2 separate regions of the Pan troglodytes genome follow, and region 2 is linked to region 1. The links are chromatin contacts, called in public Hi-C maps. All regions are on one chromosome and are shown on one strand. The core of a region is the stretch at or near the end of the contact, and the rest is flanking DNA. Distances in the headings are between cores, read along the strand shown.

The links. A called contact is a pair of places that touch in the nucleus more often than the background predicts.
Region 2: a Hi-C map of stem cell-derived neural progenitor cells shows a contact between it and region 1, with 3 times the contacts expected there. The contact joins two enhancer-like sites.

The regions. Positions count from the first base shown.
Region 1 is chr15:75,257,849-75,265,473 of NHGRI_mPanTro3-v2.0_pri, forward strand. POMT2 (protein O-mannosyltransferase 2) reads right to left here. Exons shown (of 22, transcript XR_010151242.1): 3 at 2,141-2,245; 4 at 496-604. Among named protein-coding and RNA genes, the nearest start is that of POMT2, 13 kb to the right of the region's middle. Within about 2 kb of position 3,088, at least 11 of the 24 cell types and tissues checked have an H3K27ac peak or open chromatin away from gene starts, as enhancers often do. A contact at or near this core is called in stem cell-derived neural progenitor cells, where this site is marked.
Region 2 is chr15:75,489,975-75,497,599 of NHGRI_mPanTro3-v2.0_pri, forward strand. All of the region lies in intron 9 of SPTLC2 (serine palmitoyltransferase long chain base subunit 2), which reads right to left. Among named protein-coding and RNA genes, the nearest start is that of ISM2, 40 kb to the left of the region's middle. Within about 2 kb of position 4,482, at least 6 of the 24 cell types and tissues checked have an H3K27ac peak or open chromatin away from gene starts, as enhancers often do. A contact at or near this core is called in stem cell-derived neural progenitor cells, where this site is marked.

The sequences.
Region 1 (7,625 bases), core at 1,838-4,337:
ATCAACTTCTACAATGAACTCTCATTTATCCATGTGAAGATTATTATCCAAGTTCCCATTTTGCTATCTCTTGCCACCCAGCTACTTCTGCATTTACCTTTATATTCAGTTGAAATTAGTTTAGGAATGCAAACTAATCTTAACTTAAGAGAAGCAAAATTAGAATTATAAGCTTCCTTCAAAAACACACATATTCACATACAAATCTATCTTATTACCCATTCCAAACTCAACCGTGAATAACGTGGAGGTAAATCTATTCCTTGGGATTACTCACGCCGATTCTCCCCTCCAATAATATAAAGGCTTGTTATATATAACTATTGATATATATTAAGTATTACTAGTGAATGAGATTTGTAGTACATTTTACCCAATCCTAAAATTAATTGAACTGGACCCACATATAGGGCCCTTGAATGTACTGATTTTCAGTTACATTCACAGAGTGGCAGCCCATTTCCCAAAAGCCATGGTATGGCTAAGACAACTTACCAAAGGTGAGGAGGGCAGCTGTGAGCAGTGCTGCCGAGAGGGACTTGGACAGATCCAGTACAGTGAGGTAGGCAAAGGGGACCAGCCAGGAGCCGAGGAATGCACAGAACTGTGGGAGGAATAGAGCAGCTGTCAAATAACAAGCTGAGCTAGGTCAGCGACCTACTGGACTCAGTACAACCTAACATTTAAGACAGGGGACCTGATGAAGGCATGACTTTGGTGACCTAAAGTCACCTAGGATATCTATAACTAAGAAAAGAGTATTGTAATAGTGAAGAGCCAAATCAAGCAATATATATGTTCCCATTAAGCAGCAACTTGTGCACTGACATGAAATCAGCAAGTTCAGCCAGGAAGGTGTGGGTAGGAGACAGGGAGAAAAGCAACCAAGTAGCTACACACCAGAAATAGAGAGAAGGGAAGAAAATGAGTGTTATTAACACACAGATAGTAATTGATAGCCATTAGCTTCTATTACACAACTGTAGGCACAAGTTGAGAAAGACCCCTCTGAAGGTATTTCAGAGAATTTTAAGGAACCCCTAGTTCTTTTCTTCATTTACACCAGAAAGCAGTCTTTAATCTACACAATGTACGTATTTTGATTTTGGGAAAAGGGATTGCTTGATACTTCAGTAGCTGGATACCTGTTTGGTTTTTTGTTTTTTTAAGCTGCTGGCCCTCTTCCATCCCCTACCTGTCCATCAAAATAAACAGACAAGCCAGAAGAATGGGAAATTCTCACGTTTGCTTGTCACATCCAATTATGTATGGTATGTGGTGTTCAGAAGTTATTAGGAAGACACAGAATCACTTAAGAACATGAACTTGAGGGTAGGATATACTCCTTGTTTAATATACCACGATATAGCCATGCAAATCATCTAACGATGAGGCCAAATAAGCACACAGCCATTTATTTAAACGCTGTGAAATCCTCAAGGAAAGGGGCTTATAAATGCAAACTTCTCTGAGAGGTCCACACTGGAGGTCAGCTTCTGCTGGCTTCATTCAGCCACACGTTCAAGGTTCCCAAAGAGTTGGGTGTTAAGGCCCTGCCATGTTCCATCAAGGCTGGTGCTGTAAATCAGGACACAGAGGGACTGCAGCAGACATTTGGCCTCCCTTCAAATAAGGCTGGAAAACTCTTTCTGTGTGCCTGAAACCTTCATGGGGAAAGACACAGGAACCTGGTGACAGGGTGTGGGGATGCCAAAATCTTCAGAAAAGGCTCTGAGATGTAGGCAACACTCCAGCAGCTGTGGCTGTGAGGGGAGGAGCAGGTAGCGTGCCAGTGCATGGAGGCACTGCTGGGGCTGCAGGAGACTCCTGATTGCCCGGGTTCCAGGCTGTTCTCCAACCTGAGGTCTGACAGTATACCGGGGCAGGGCAGCAGGTGGCAGTGCGTGCTTGCTTCTATCTATGTCATCTCTGTATTATTTGCGGCCTCCTCTTCCCTTCTTCCTCACCTCAGTTCTGAGTATCTACACCACAGGGGAGGGTCTGATCATCCTCCCCTCTCCTCACCACCCAAAGTCCCTTTATTTGCACCTGCCACCACGCCAGGGCTGCTAACTATAACATTTCTGGTTTAGTGTGGCCCCAGGGTTCAGTCAGTCCATTTCAAGTCAGGAAGCCTTACTCCTCTCATTCCCATGTAGCTGTGATGCTCATATTTATCCCCAGGCTTCTGGAACAAAAAGGTACCATCATATCCACTCAGGTAGCCAGCAAGACCTATCAGCATCTGAGGAGAGAAGAACAAACAAAAAGATGAGAAGCCTTTGGGAGAAGATTCCTCTGTCCTCTGAACTTCCCTCCAGCTGCACCCACAGACTTTGGGTTCCCTTGACAACTGTCCATAGAAAATGTTGCCAATGCAACATTTTCTCCTGCAGCTGCCACAGAGCAAAGAATCTTTTGTCTACAGAGCTCACTGCTTGAAACAAATCCTCTCTTGTATTATGGCCGAGGTCTAGGAACAGCACAACCTAAACACTCAGGAAGGAAAAAGAGCCCCACAATTTGAAGGGTAGAGTCAGTAAGGGGCTCTCTGACTCCGCTTTCCTTCAGATGGTATAAAATAAAACACGGCAGCTCTTGGGTCATGGGCAGAGGCTGATTCCTGGGGAATTGGCCTTTTGAAAGGAAAGTGAGATTCCAAGTCACAGTGAGAGAGAAAAGAGACCAAGGAGCTACATACCAGGAATAGAGACAAGGGAAGAAAATCAGACAGAGGAATGCAAAGACAGATGCTTTGCCCAGAGGGGAAGAGAAAAACTGCCAAAGGCCAGAGGCTGGTTTCTCCCATTCCTAATATTCCAAAGGAGGGCATCCTTGGTACCTCCCAAGCCAGAACAAATCACCTAGAAACTGAGACTGTGAGTCATGAATCCTTCAAAACCTTTGACAAGATCGGCCGTGTCTTTTGTATATTTCCTTGGCCATCAACATTATAAAATTCTATTTTTCACACAAGCAATCAGAAGCAGCTGAAGTATAAAAACTGCTGGCAAATGCCAACCATCTGGGACAGCCCCAGGCTGCTCCAGCCTGACCCCCGAGCTCTGGCAGGCTGTGTTGGGGGAGGGAATACACTGGCTGTATGGGGAAAGTCCCTCCTAGCCACACTTGTGGGACTTGGATTTAGACTACTAACCAACCCACTTTTTTCTCTAAGTAGTTCTAAACAGAGCCAGTCTCTATAGCTCCAGGTCAAGGTATAGAAGCCAAAGTCTGGCAGTAAAAGACAACAAAGACTTGTTTTTAAAAAGGAAGGCAGGGACCCCAGGGTTCAGACAGGGTCATCCAAATAGCTAGATGAACTAAAGCTGCCAAGTGGCAATCAAATGGATCCCTCTTCCCACCTGGGATCTCGCAGGACAAGCTCGCCTGGTACTGGTCATACATTTCCAGACTGCTTGGCTGGTCTGGAGAGAAGAAATGTACAGATGCTTTGGATCTCAGTGCCCTATATTCTAGTTCTCTGATCACGGACAATATTTAGTATCTCTGAGCTATAGGTAATAAAAACTTCCTCACAGGGGGCATGAGGATTAGAGGTGCTATTAAGTAAACACCTAACACTATACCAAGCACTTGGAAGACACTCAAAATTCAATTCTCTCTCAGTTCCCTTAAGGTTAAAAGTAGCCCCAAGTTAATTTCTTCTTCTTTTTTTTTTTTTTTTTTTTGAGACGGAGTCTCGCTCTGTCACCCAGGCTGGAGTGCAGTGGCACAATCTCAGCTCACTGCAACCTCTGCCTCCTGGGTTCAAGCAATTCTCTGCCTCAGCCTCCCGCATAGCTGGGATTACAGGCATCTGCCACCACGCCGGGCTAATTTTTGTATTTTTAGTAGAGGCGGGGTTTCACCATCTTGGCCAGGCTGGTCTTGAACTCCTGACCTCATGATCCACCCGCCTCAGCCTCCCAAAGTGCTGGGATTACAGGCATGAGCCACCATGCCTGGCCCCAAGTTAATTTCTTAACTAAACAACTCTTTCAAATCAATAGAAAAAAAATGAATTACTAGAAAAAAATGACAAATTCATAGAAAACAAAATACAAATGGCTAACATATGAAAAAATGTTCAACCTAACTCATACAGTCATGCAAATGAAAACAGTGATATGTCACTTTTTACTCTCCAATTGACAAAGGTTTTTTTTTTTTTTTTTTTTTGAGATGAAGTGTTGCTCTTGTCACCCAGGCTAGAGTGCAATGGTGCGATCCCAGCTCACTGCAACCTCCGCCTCCTGGGTTCGTGCGATTCTCCTGCCTCAGCCTCCCAAGTAGCTAGGATTACAGGCACCTGCCACCACGCCCGGCTAATTTTTGTTTTTTTAGTAGAGACGGGGTTTCACCATGTTGGCCAGGCTGGTCTTAAACTCCTGACCTCAGGTGATCCGCCCGCCTCGGCCTCCCAATGTGCTGGGATTACAGGCGTGAGCCACCGCGCCCAGCCAACAAAGTTTTTAAAGTATGATCGTACCAGTGCTGGCAATGATGTGGGGAAGAAAGCACTGTCATACACTGTTGGTGGGAGTATATATGATTACAACATCTTTGCAGGAAAACTTAGCAATATCTAACTCAATTTTAAATGTGCATATTCTTCGATTTTTTAGCTTGGCTGCTGGGAATTTTTCATATATACCTGCACGACTATACAACGATATATGTACAAGGATGTTCACTGCAATATCTTTTGTAATGACTAAAAACTGGAAATAACATACATGCTGCCCACCAACTGAAGAGGGATAAATACTTACAGCACATCTACATAATAGAATGACACACGGCCATTAAACAGAATGAAGTGTATCTTCATGTGCTAATGTGGAAAGAAGATATATCATGTTTCAAACACAAGCTGCTGAACAACTGTAGTCTTATCCCATTTGAGTTTTTAAAAAGAATTGTGTTATATATAATGTTGTTCATATGTACATATATAAAAACATACACGCTTGTATTTGTATAAAAGAATTCCTAGAGGAATATAAGAAACTATTGACAAAGATGACCGTGGTTACCTCTGCGGACTAGAAATGTGGTGGATGAGGCTTCTGACCCTGTACTTCCTTCTGTCTACTACGTGCAGGCTTTTTTATGTTTTAAGTTCCTGTTTGACTGGAGCCGCCAGGTGCCCAGGGTTGGTAGGCAATGTGAAGTGGCAGGTCTTGGCCTCAGTAGCAAAGGAGAAAACTTCCTGCTTGCCACTTGGAGGGGTTTTGATTCCTTTACTGGCTTGGCCTCAGAACCTGCAGAAGCTACTGCACCCTCTCACAGGTTTCCAGTTTGCTCATCACTCTCTTTCAACCAGACAGAACACAGAACCATCAGGAGCTAAATTAGGGATGCAGATGGGCTGCATTCCCTGAGGGCAGCCTTAGAAGCCTCACACTTCTCCCTTCACACAGGCAACCAGATGTGAGGAAGGCAAGGCTTTGATATAATATTATTATTTTTATTTATTTATTTATTTTTGAGATGGAGTCTTGCTCAGTCGCCCAGGCTGGAGTGCAGTCGCACGATCTCAGCTCACTGCAACCTCTACCTCCCAGGTTCAAGCTGTTCTCCTGCCTCAGCCTCCCAAATAGCTGAGACTACAGACGTGTGCCACCATGCCCAGCTAATTTTTGTATTTTTAGTAGAGATGGAGTTTCACCACGTTGGCCAGGCTGGGCTCGAACTCCTGACCTCAGGTGATCTGCCCACCTCAGCCTCCCAAAGTGCTGGGATTACAGGCATGAGCCACCACGCCTGGCCTAAGGCTTAGGTAAATTAAACAAATCAGCCAGTCCTGTGCACATGCCCACAGTGCGCTGAGAACCAGGAAAACTCCAAAAAAGAACGGGCAGTCCCCACAGAAAGACTGGGCTGGGTTTCCTGTGAAAAATCTTCATCAGAAATCTGGTTCCCAGGCGAGCTCCATGCAAATATTCAACATGTTCTGTTGTTTAATTCTATGGTAGTAACAGATGTAGTCTGAGGAGAGAGCCAAGGCAAGCTTGTGAGGCACTGTGGTGTCATGATTAAGAGAGAAGGCTCTACGCCAGCCTGAACCTTGATTCTGCCACTTACTAGCTTGGTTCCCTATGACAAACTACTTATCTTCCTTCAGTTCCCCATCTGTGTAATGGGGATGCAACAATACCTACTTTATAAGGTTGTTCTGAGGCTTACATGAGATAATGCCTCTAAGGTGACTAGAACAGAATAAATGTTTTTAATTGTTCTTGTTATTGTTGTTATAGTATAAAAGAGATAGGAAGAGGCATAATATGTTCTACACTTTTCTTGGGCTCAGAGCCAATTTTGAAATAGGCTACCTGTTCTACCTCGCTTCCCATCCCTCCACCCTGTAGGGCCCCCTGCTCTCATGCTTCCTTAAGCCCAACCATAGGTGATCTTTGTGATCTTTGATAAAAGATTACACTCCCTGCCTCCTCCCGTCTTCCCTGCTCCTGCCTTTATCCCCCAAGTACTACATGCTCCAAGATCCCTCCCCACTTAATCACAGGAAAATTCCTGTCCCCTTGGTGCCCAAGATCTAAGTCTCCAGTTAGGAAGAAAGCCTTGAGTGAATTCCAGGGCTAATCTGAGAGCCTTCTCAGAGGTTTTTGTTTTTAAAAGACTAAAATGGGCCAGGCGTGGTGGCTTGCCTGTAATCCCAACACTTTGGGAGGCCAAGGCGGGTGGACCACCTGAGGTTGGGAGTTCAAGACCAGCCTGGCCAACATGGTGAAACCCCGTCTCTACTGAAAATACAAAAATTAGCCGACGTGGTGGCGGGCGCCTGTAATCCCAGCTACTTGGGAGGCTGAAGCAAGAGAATCACTTAAACTTGGGAAGCAGAAGTTGCAGTGAGCCAAGATTGTACCATTGCACTCCAGCCTGGGCGGCAAGAGTGAAACTGTCTCAAAAACAAACAAACAAAAAAAGAGTAAAGTGAATTCTAATTGGTTGAATTTCTAATGGTAAAACATGTGAGAGAAACAGATCAAACCATGTGTATGCTGGGCATGGGAAGGGAGAAAGAAGTCAGCCCCATATGGATATCAGCCTCGTAAGCTATTTCTGCTTCATGCAATGTATTCCTATTTCTTTTTTCTTTTTTAAAATTAAGACAAATTCACATAACATAACATCCACCATTTTAAAGTGTGCAATGGGTGGTTTTAAGTATATTCACAAGATTGTGCAATCATCACCACTACCTAATTCTGTAACATGTCATCACCCCATAAAGAATCCCCACACCCATTTGCAGTCACTGCCTAATCCTCCCTCCCCTGAGATCCTGGCAACCACTAATCTACTTTGTGTCTCTGCGGATTTGTCAGTTCTAGATATTTCATATAAGTGGAATCACAGGGTATGTAACCTTTTGTGTCTGGCTTCTTCCATTTAGCATGTTTTCCAGGTTCATCCATGTTGTAGCATGTATCAGAACCTCATCCCTTTTTATGACCAAATATTATTCCACCATATGGCTGTGCCACACTTTGTTCATCCCTCCCTCAGCTGATGGGCCCTCTTTCCATTTCTGAGCCCAGAGGACCCTTAAAAAACACCAGAGATTTTCCATGAAAGTAGCTGGTCTGAAATGTCAGAAA
Region 2 (7,625 bases), core at 3,232-5,731, 230 kb after region 1:
GTCTTCCATACATGTTCTGACCCTTCGGCTTAGCCTTAACTTTGAAAAATGAAATCAACAACTATCTTACTTCCCTTGTTGTTTCTAGTTCTCCATTTTCTATTTCCTGTGCACACTCTTATTAATTTTAACACATAACAGAAGGACACAGCTGACTTTACTAACATATAATCACTTCATTCTCTAATGCTCTGATTTACAGTTTATACACAAGCTTCATATATTTTACCCTCTACGATGCTATGAACTTTCCAAAGCTTTTGAGGTTTTCCTTTATTCTCCAATTTAGAGTACCTCTACCATCACATCACCCAGTAATTATCATCCGGGTGAGGCAAATTACCTTTGCAAATCTGAGTGTTCAAGATGGCAAGCAGACACCCACCTTTTCTGAAAACTATCACTCATGCATACCCCATCATAACGGGGATGGGACCCTGTCTCTACCTGAGCTAATTTTATTCTCACATCTAATAATCTAGAATAGGCATAGAGATATGCTTGCATGGAGGACATTTTAAACTTGAAATAATAAGACAGTCATTTTGGATGTCATACATCAAAGCAGTAATGCAGGTCTCAGAAAGAAAGAGAGAACTAATAATTTCACCATCTTCCTGAATTTCACTTATTATTAGCTTTAATTTGGTTCTATATAAACTTTTTTTTTGAGACAGAGTCTTGCTCTGTTGCCCAGGCTGGAGTGCAGTGGCTTGATCTTGGCTCAATGCTACCTCTGCCTCCCAGGTTCAAACTATTCTCGTGCCTCAGCCTCCCAAGTAGTTGGGATTACAGGCATGCATCACCACATCTGGCTAATTTTTGTATTTTTAGTAGAGATGGGGTTTCGCCATGTTGCTCAGGCTGGTCTCAAACTCCTGACCTCAGGTGATCCACCTGCCTCAGCCTCCCAAAGTGCTGGGATTGCAGGCATGAGCCACCATCCCCAGTGTGTGGTATATAAACTTCTGACGTCAGACTATCTACGTTTGTATCCTGGCTTGAGCATCTAGTAGCTGTATGGCTACAGCCAAGTCACTTAACCTCTGAGTTTGTTAAACTCATCTGCAAAATGGGAATGGCAATGGGGATGATGATGATGATGATAACTACCTACTAGATAAGGTTGTTTTAAGAAAATGGGATACTCTATTAAAGCACTTAATGAAATGCTTAAACACATGGTCTTTAAAAACTTATTTTATATTTACATATGTAAGATCATTTATATTATTATTATTATTTTCTATTTTTGTTATTTTACCTATAACAAGACCCATAATATTTTAAGGCCTATTCTTCTATCATCAAATTGGGAAAAACAGAAACAAATGGGCATATATCCTTTTTATCTTCTAGGGAGATATTAAAGACCTTGAGGAAAAAGAGAAAAGGCAAGCCAACAGGAGACAGGTTTTTTCTAACTCTAAGGCCCACACAGATACCAAAAAGAGAAAAAATTAATAAAAAAATTAGAAGGATCTAAGTGGTATTAAGAAATAATTGTAATCTAACACTAAGAAACTGTTGTTTATTCTGAGAATTCAAAAAAATGAAAATTTTACCTTAAGAGGCTTTTTTTTTTTTTTTTTGGAGATGGGGTCTCGTTGTGTCGCCCAGCCTGGAGTACAGTGGTGTGATCTCGGCTCATTGCAACCTCTGGCTCCTGGGCTCAAGTGATCCTCCTGCCACAGCCTCTCAAGTAGCTGGGATTACAGGTGCCTGCCACCAAGTCTGGCTAATTTTTATATTTTTAATAGAGATCGGGTTTTGTCATGTTGGCCAGGCTGGTCTCAAACTCCTAACCTCAAGTGATCTGCCAGTCTTGGCCTTCCAAAGTGCTGGGATTACAGGCGTGAGCCACTGTGCCCAGCCCCTTAAAGAGGCTTTTGAAGCTATATGTTATTTTTTTGTAGCTGGCACGTGGTTAAGTAGTCAAAAACAGATTGCTGACTGAATAAACTTCTTATTGTGGCTTGAACTAATAAAAAAACACAATCAAGCCAGGCAAGGTGGCTCACGCCTATAATCCCAGCACTTTGGGAGGCCGAGGCAGGCAGATCACCTGAGGTCGGGAGTTCTAGACCAGCCTGACCAACATGAAGAAATGCCGTCTCTACTAAAAATGCAAAATTAGCCGGGTGTGGTGACACATGCCTGTAATCCCAGCTACTCGGGAGGCTGAGGCAGGAGAATCGCTTGAACCTGGGAGGCAGAGGTTGCAGTGAGCAGAGGTCGTGCCATCGCACTCCAGCCTGCTAGCCTGGGCAACAAGAGCGAAACTCTGTCTCAAAAAAAAAAAAAAAGTAATAAGAAGGTCCTCTGGATATGTTTTGAAGATCAGATAGCAATAAAGGAATAATATGCCTTAAAAGGCCTGAAACATACAAAAAAAATGTAATGGACAGACTCCCAAAGTGCTGGGATTACAGGCGTGAGCACATTTTATTATTTTAAAGGTAGATCCCTCTCATTGCTAACATTTAATTCTGGCATAAGTCCATATATACCAGTTCCACTGAGGGGAAATGAGCGATATAACGCATGTTTAGTTGCAGAAGTAGTTCAGAATTACAAATATGCCATATATAATCTGTTCACAGAACCAAAAATACGTGTAACATGTAAAACCTAAGAATAAGGCAAAGTGTAACTGTACTCAGAAGGTATGTTTGCAAAACATTTTATTTATTTATTTATTTATTTATTTATTTTGAGTCAGGGACTCACTCTGTCACCCAGGCTGGAGTGGTGTGATCTCAGCTCACTGCAATCTCCACCTGCCAGGCTCAAGTGATCCTCCTGTCTCAGCACCTCAAGTAGCTGGGACTATAGGCATGAGCCACCATGCCTGGCTAATTTTTGTATTTTTTTGTAGAGACAGGGTTTCACCATGTTGCCCAAGCTAGTCTTGAACTCCTGGGCTCAAGTGATCCACCCGTCTTGGCCTCCCAAAATGGTAGGATTACAGGTTTGAGCCACCAGGCCCGGCCTACAAAATTTAAATATAAATAACAAACTAATTCTTACCAAAAGCAGCACATTCATCTATCAAGAGTAACCTCTTCCTAGCAATGCCTTATGATGGCCTACTTTCATTTAAATTACTATTTTGAACTTAGAAATGCAAGGACTCTGTGCACACAGACTGGATGATCTGGATATACACCCATTTAGAAGGAGGGGGGTCCATGTGGAAATGTGTTCTAACAGTAAGTCATCAAATTTTCTTTTTTAAAAAAGAAGCAGTCTTTCCTTCGCTCATCTTTTAAAATGATCAATGGTCACTTTCTTTGAACAGCTCTAAAGTGGGGGGAGAAGGCAGCAGATAACACTTTAAACTCTTGTCACAACACTTTCCAGATCAGTAAATTATATACTTATCACAAGTATCTAGATGGGATGCATCATGAATATATCTAAGAATATCTAGGCCAGGTGCAGTGGCTCAAGACTGTAATCCCAGTGCTTTGGGAGGCCAAGGCGGGTGGATCACCTGAGGTCAGGAGTTCGACACCAGCCTGGCCAACATGGAGAAACCCTGTCTCTACTAAAAATACAAACAGTAGCCAGGCATAGTGGCACGCGCCTGTAGTCGCAGCTACTCAGGAGGCTGAGGCATGAGAATGGTTTGAACCTGGGAAGCGGAGGTTGCAGTGAGCCAAGATTGCGCCACTGCACTCCAGCCTGGGCAACAGAGTGAGACAGACTCTGTGTCCAAAAAAAAACACAAAAAACAAACAAGAAAAACCCACAAAGAATATCTTAAAGTACCAAGTGAAAAGTGAAGAAGGAAGTAGGGTGAGAGGGAGAGTAGAGCATGTAAAGAAAAAAAAAGTCAGTGAAGATATTTTTAAAAACCAGAGTATACTGGTATTTGAATTTATTTCTTTTGTGTTTTTTTCACATTATCTCACAGAAAGATAAAGAATCTTTTCTAAAACTCAAAATGAAAATAAAAGAAATATTAGCTAACAGACAAGACAGATTGATCTTAACAACATGTTTCCCATAAGTCCTAACTAAATGGCACTGGAAAATCTTCCTGTTAAGAAAAGGAAAATAAATGGACCTTCAATAAGCTCTTTACAAGCAAAGGCATTTTCGTGCCCCAGAGAACAGTCTTGTAAAAGGGAGATTTATAAGGGACTTCCAGGAAGCAAGAGTTCAGTAATTTTCTAACACTGAAGCAAAATAATGGGAACTAGGTTTACCATCTCCAAGACACAACCCCTATTTTGCTAGACTGGCGACAAATATCAAAATGCTCAGCCGGGGCCACTGTCAAGCTAAAGAACATCAAAGCAGACAGATCTGCGTCTTCATATCCTAGGGATGCTGTTCTAAAGCAGCCCCTTGGTTTCCTATCTCCCTGTAAGAACTAGAACTGCTTTTGCTAACATCAAGTACTGCAGAGTAAATTCCTCTTAAAAGCACGGTTTATCACCCCCACCCTCTTGTGGCTTAATCCTTTAATTCATTTCAATGCCAAAAACTAGGATTTCCTGAGGACTGCCACAGGACGTACGACAAGCAGCAGGAGCAAGCTTAAAGTTGCTGATTCAATATAATCAGAAGTTTAAAAGAATGGTTGCTAATGCACAGCCAGAAACAGAGGGCCCTCCACAAAAGGCAGAAAAGAGGCCAAGTGCCTGTGAAAAATCAAGGAACTGAGTTTTAACGGGTGCCAACCCACAGGCAGGACAGAAAGTCTTTTGTTTGTTTGTTTTTGAGACCAAGTCTCACTCTGTTGCCTGAGCTGGAGTGCAGTGGCACGATCTCAGCTCACTGCAACCTCCACCTCCCGGGTTCCAGTGATTTTCCTGCCTTAGCCGCCTGAGTAGCTGGGACTACAGGCGTGCACCACCACACCCGGCTAATTTTTGTATTTTTAGTAGAGACAGGGTTTCACTACTATGTTGGCCAGGCTGGTCTCCAATTCTTGATCTCGAGTGATCCGCCCATCTTGGCCTCAGAAAGTCTTAATGGACCATTCTACTGTCCTCTGTTGGGGCTGGAACATATCACAGGCTACTCTGAGACAAAGAGATACGGAACGTGAACACTGTAGTAATGTATCTACCCACAGATGAAGACAGCTAGCAAATAAAGGTAATCTCTGGTAAAGGCTTGGCTTGGATTTAAGTTAACAGTTTTAGAGGTAGAAGGCAATACAATAAGACAATCAGAGTTTTACAAAACGATTAATACTAAACATTTTAACAACTTTATAGTGGGCAAGGCCATTTGTAGGTTATGTACTAAGTAATTTGAGGATTAATAGGTTATAAAAATACAAGCAGCTCCCCCAAAAAAAGTAAAACAAAAATAATTAATTCCAACTAGCCTTAGGAACCATGACCACAGATCTCTGAATGCTTAGTTCTGTTTTCCTCCTGCACCTAACTGGTTTCTAACTTCTCCACCTATGCCACTGATTCAATCAGCCAGAATCATCAGCTGTTCGGAAGGGAGTGTCAGCATCCCAGGCATTTACAGTTCCAGAAACAACCAAAAATGGCAACTTAGCTCTGCCAGCAAATGCCTGTCTTACAAGCCAAACATCTCCCTCATTTGTATCTTGACTTCCAGTTTCTTTTCCTTTTTCAATTACCATCAATCAGTAGAGCTGCTTTGGTTCTGAGGTAAACAAGTTAAAAGAAAAAAAAGAGGATTGTCAAAAAGACAATCCTCTTTTTTATTTTCTAGAGATAGGGTTTCCCTCTCTCATCCAAGCTGGAATGCAGTGGTGTGATCATAGCTGGGTTTGTGCAATTCCCCCGCCTTGGCCTCCCAAGTAGCTAGGATTACAGACGTGCACCACCACACCTGGCTAATTTTTAGAATTTTTTGTAGAGACAGAGGCTCATACTATGTCACCCAGACTGGTCTCAAACTCCTGACCTCAAGTGATCCTCCAGCTTCAGCCTCCCAAAATGTTACGATTACATCCCAAAATGTCAGGATTACCATATACAGCCTAAGGTTTTCTTTTCAATGCATATTCTAGGGCCTCATCCACCAAGACTCAGTAGGGTGGGTGGAACAAACTAGATCTTCATTTTTAACAAGCAGCAGTGGTTCCGAAATGGGGCCTTACATGAGAAGCATCTGGGGTGCTTTTAAATAACACCATGCCATGGCAGGGAGGCCTCGCCTCGAGATACTCAATGCGTGTACAGAAGGTCTCTAACACTGGCACTATTTTTTTTAAGCTTTCCTATGTGTAAGCAAGGTATGAACCACTGTACTAAAAGTACCTCTGATGCAGGTGGTCCATGGACAAAGTCTGAGAACGGGGGCTTAAAGAGTTCATGTTAATGAGGTCATTCTGAACCTCTGACAAAGACTCTCTCCTTTGACCAAACTTGAGTCAGGCTCCTCTTGGGAGTCCTTTCTGATAAAGTCCTGACGTTGCGCCTCCTTCTCCATTCTTGCAGAATCCAGTTTGAGCAATAATCCTGCTAAGTCAGATTAGAGAAAATCCCCTACATGACTACCCCTGGTATCTTATCACCCTGGCCTACCTTCAACAAGAATGCTGAAGGCAAGCATCCCCCTTACCCCTGATGTTTCCTCTTAGTATTTTTCTATCTACTCACTCCCACCCTGTTCCTTGGCTGTAAATCCTCATCTGTCCTTATTGGAGTCAGACTGCAGCCCACCCTCTCTCCCCCACTGGAAGACCCCATTGCAGTCATCCCTATGCTTATTACCATGGCCCCCTTGAAGGAAGTCTGCCTTATCATGTTTCACAAGTGACAGGAATAATTTTTTCTTTAACACCTCACTACTCACTGCCAAAGTAGATAGCAGGGAGGTAGATACAAATAAAATATTTAGATAATTAGAAAAACTATAGGTGACAATTAAAAATCAATTCCTTTTTGGAAAGCTTTCAAATCCGGCGAGCTCTTAGAAGGGTATCGGGCACTTTTTTTTTTTGAGATGGGAGTTTCACTCTTGTCTCCCAGGCTGCAGTGCAATGGCGTGATCTCGGCTCCCTGCAATCTCCACCTCCCAGGTTCAAGCCATTCTCCTGCATCAGCCTCCCAAGTAGCTGGGATTGCAGGCATGCGCCACCATGCCTGGCTAAATTTTTTTGTATTTCAGTAGAGACAGGGTTTCGCCATGTTGGTCAGGCTGGTCTCAAACTCCTGACCTCAGGTGACCCACCCGCCTCAGCTTCCCAAATTGCTGGGATTACAGGCGTGAGCCATCGTGCCCGGCCGGGTATCAGGTTCTTACTTTGAGCAGATTCCATCTATCAGGTCACTGGTTTATGCATATTAAGTATCTGCTATAAAGTTGGGGAACAGCTAGGATCAAGTCTATTTGATGAAAGATAAAGCCCTCAGACATAATTCTGGGGGGAGAAAAGCAATTCCAATTATGTGAAGGTTTAGAAAGTTAGAATTATTCTTCAACAAACAATAGACACTGGGCATCCTAACTGCTAGCTTCAAACTAACTCTGAAACAAGGCACAAAAGGAGAGAATGCTCTTGTTGCAAGAAACTTTTAATAGCATTTGGATTTGGAAGAAAAAGATAGCAGTGGAATAAAAAATAGACACACCATGTTGCAAAAGCTCTTGAGTATTCAGAATCCATTTCTGAAGCAGAA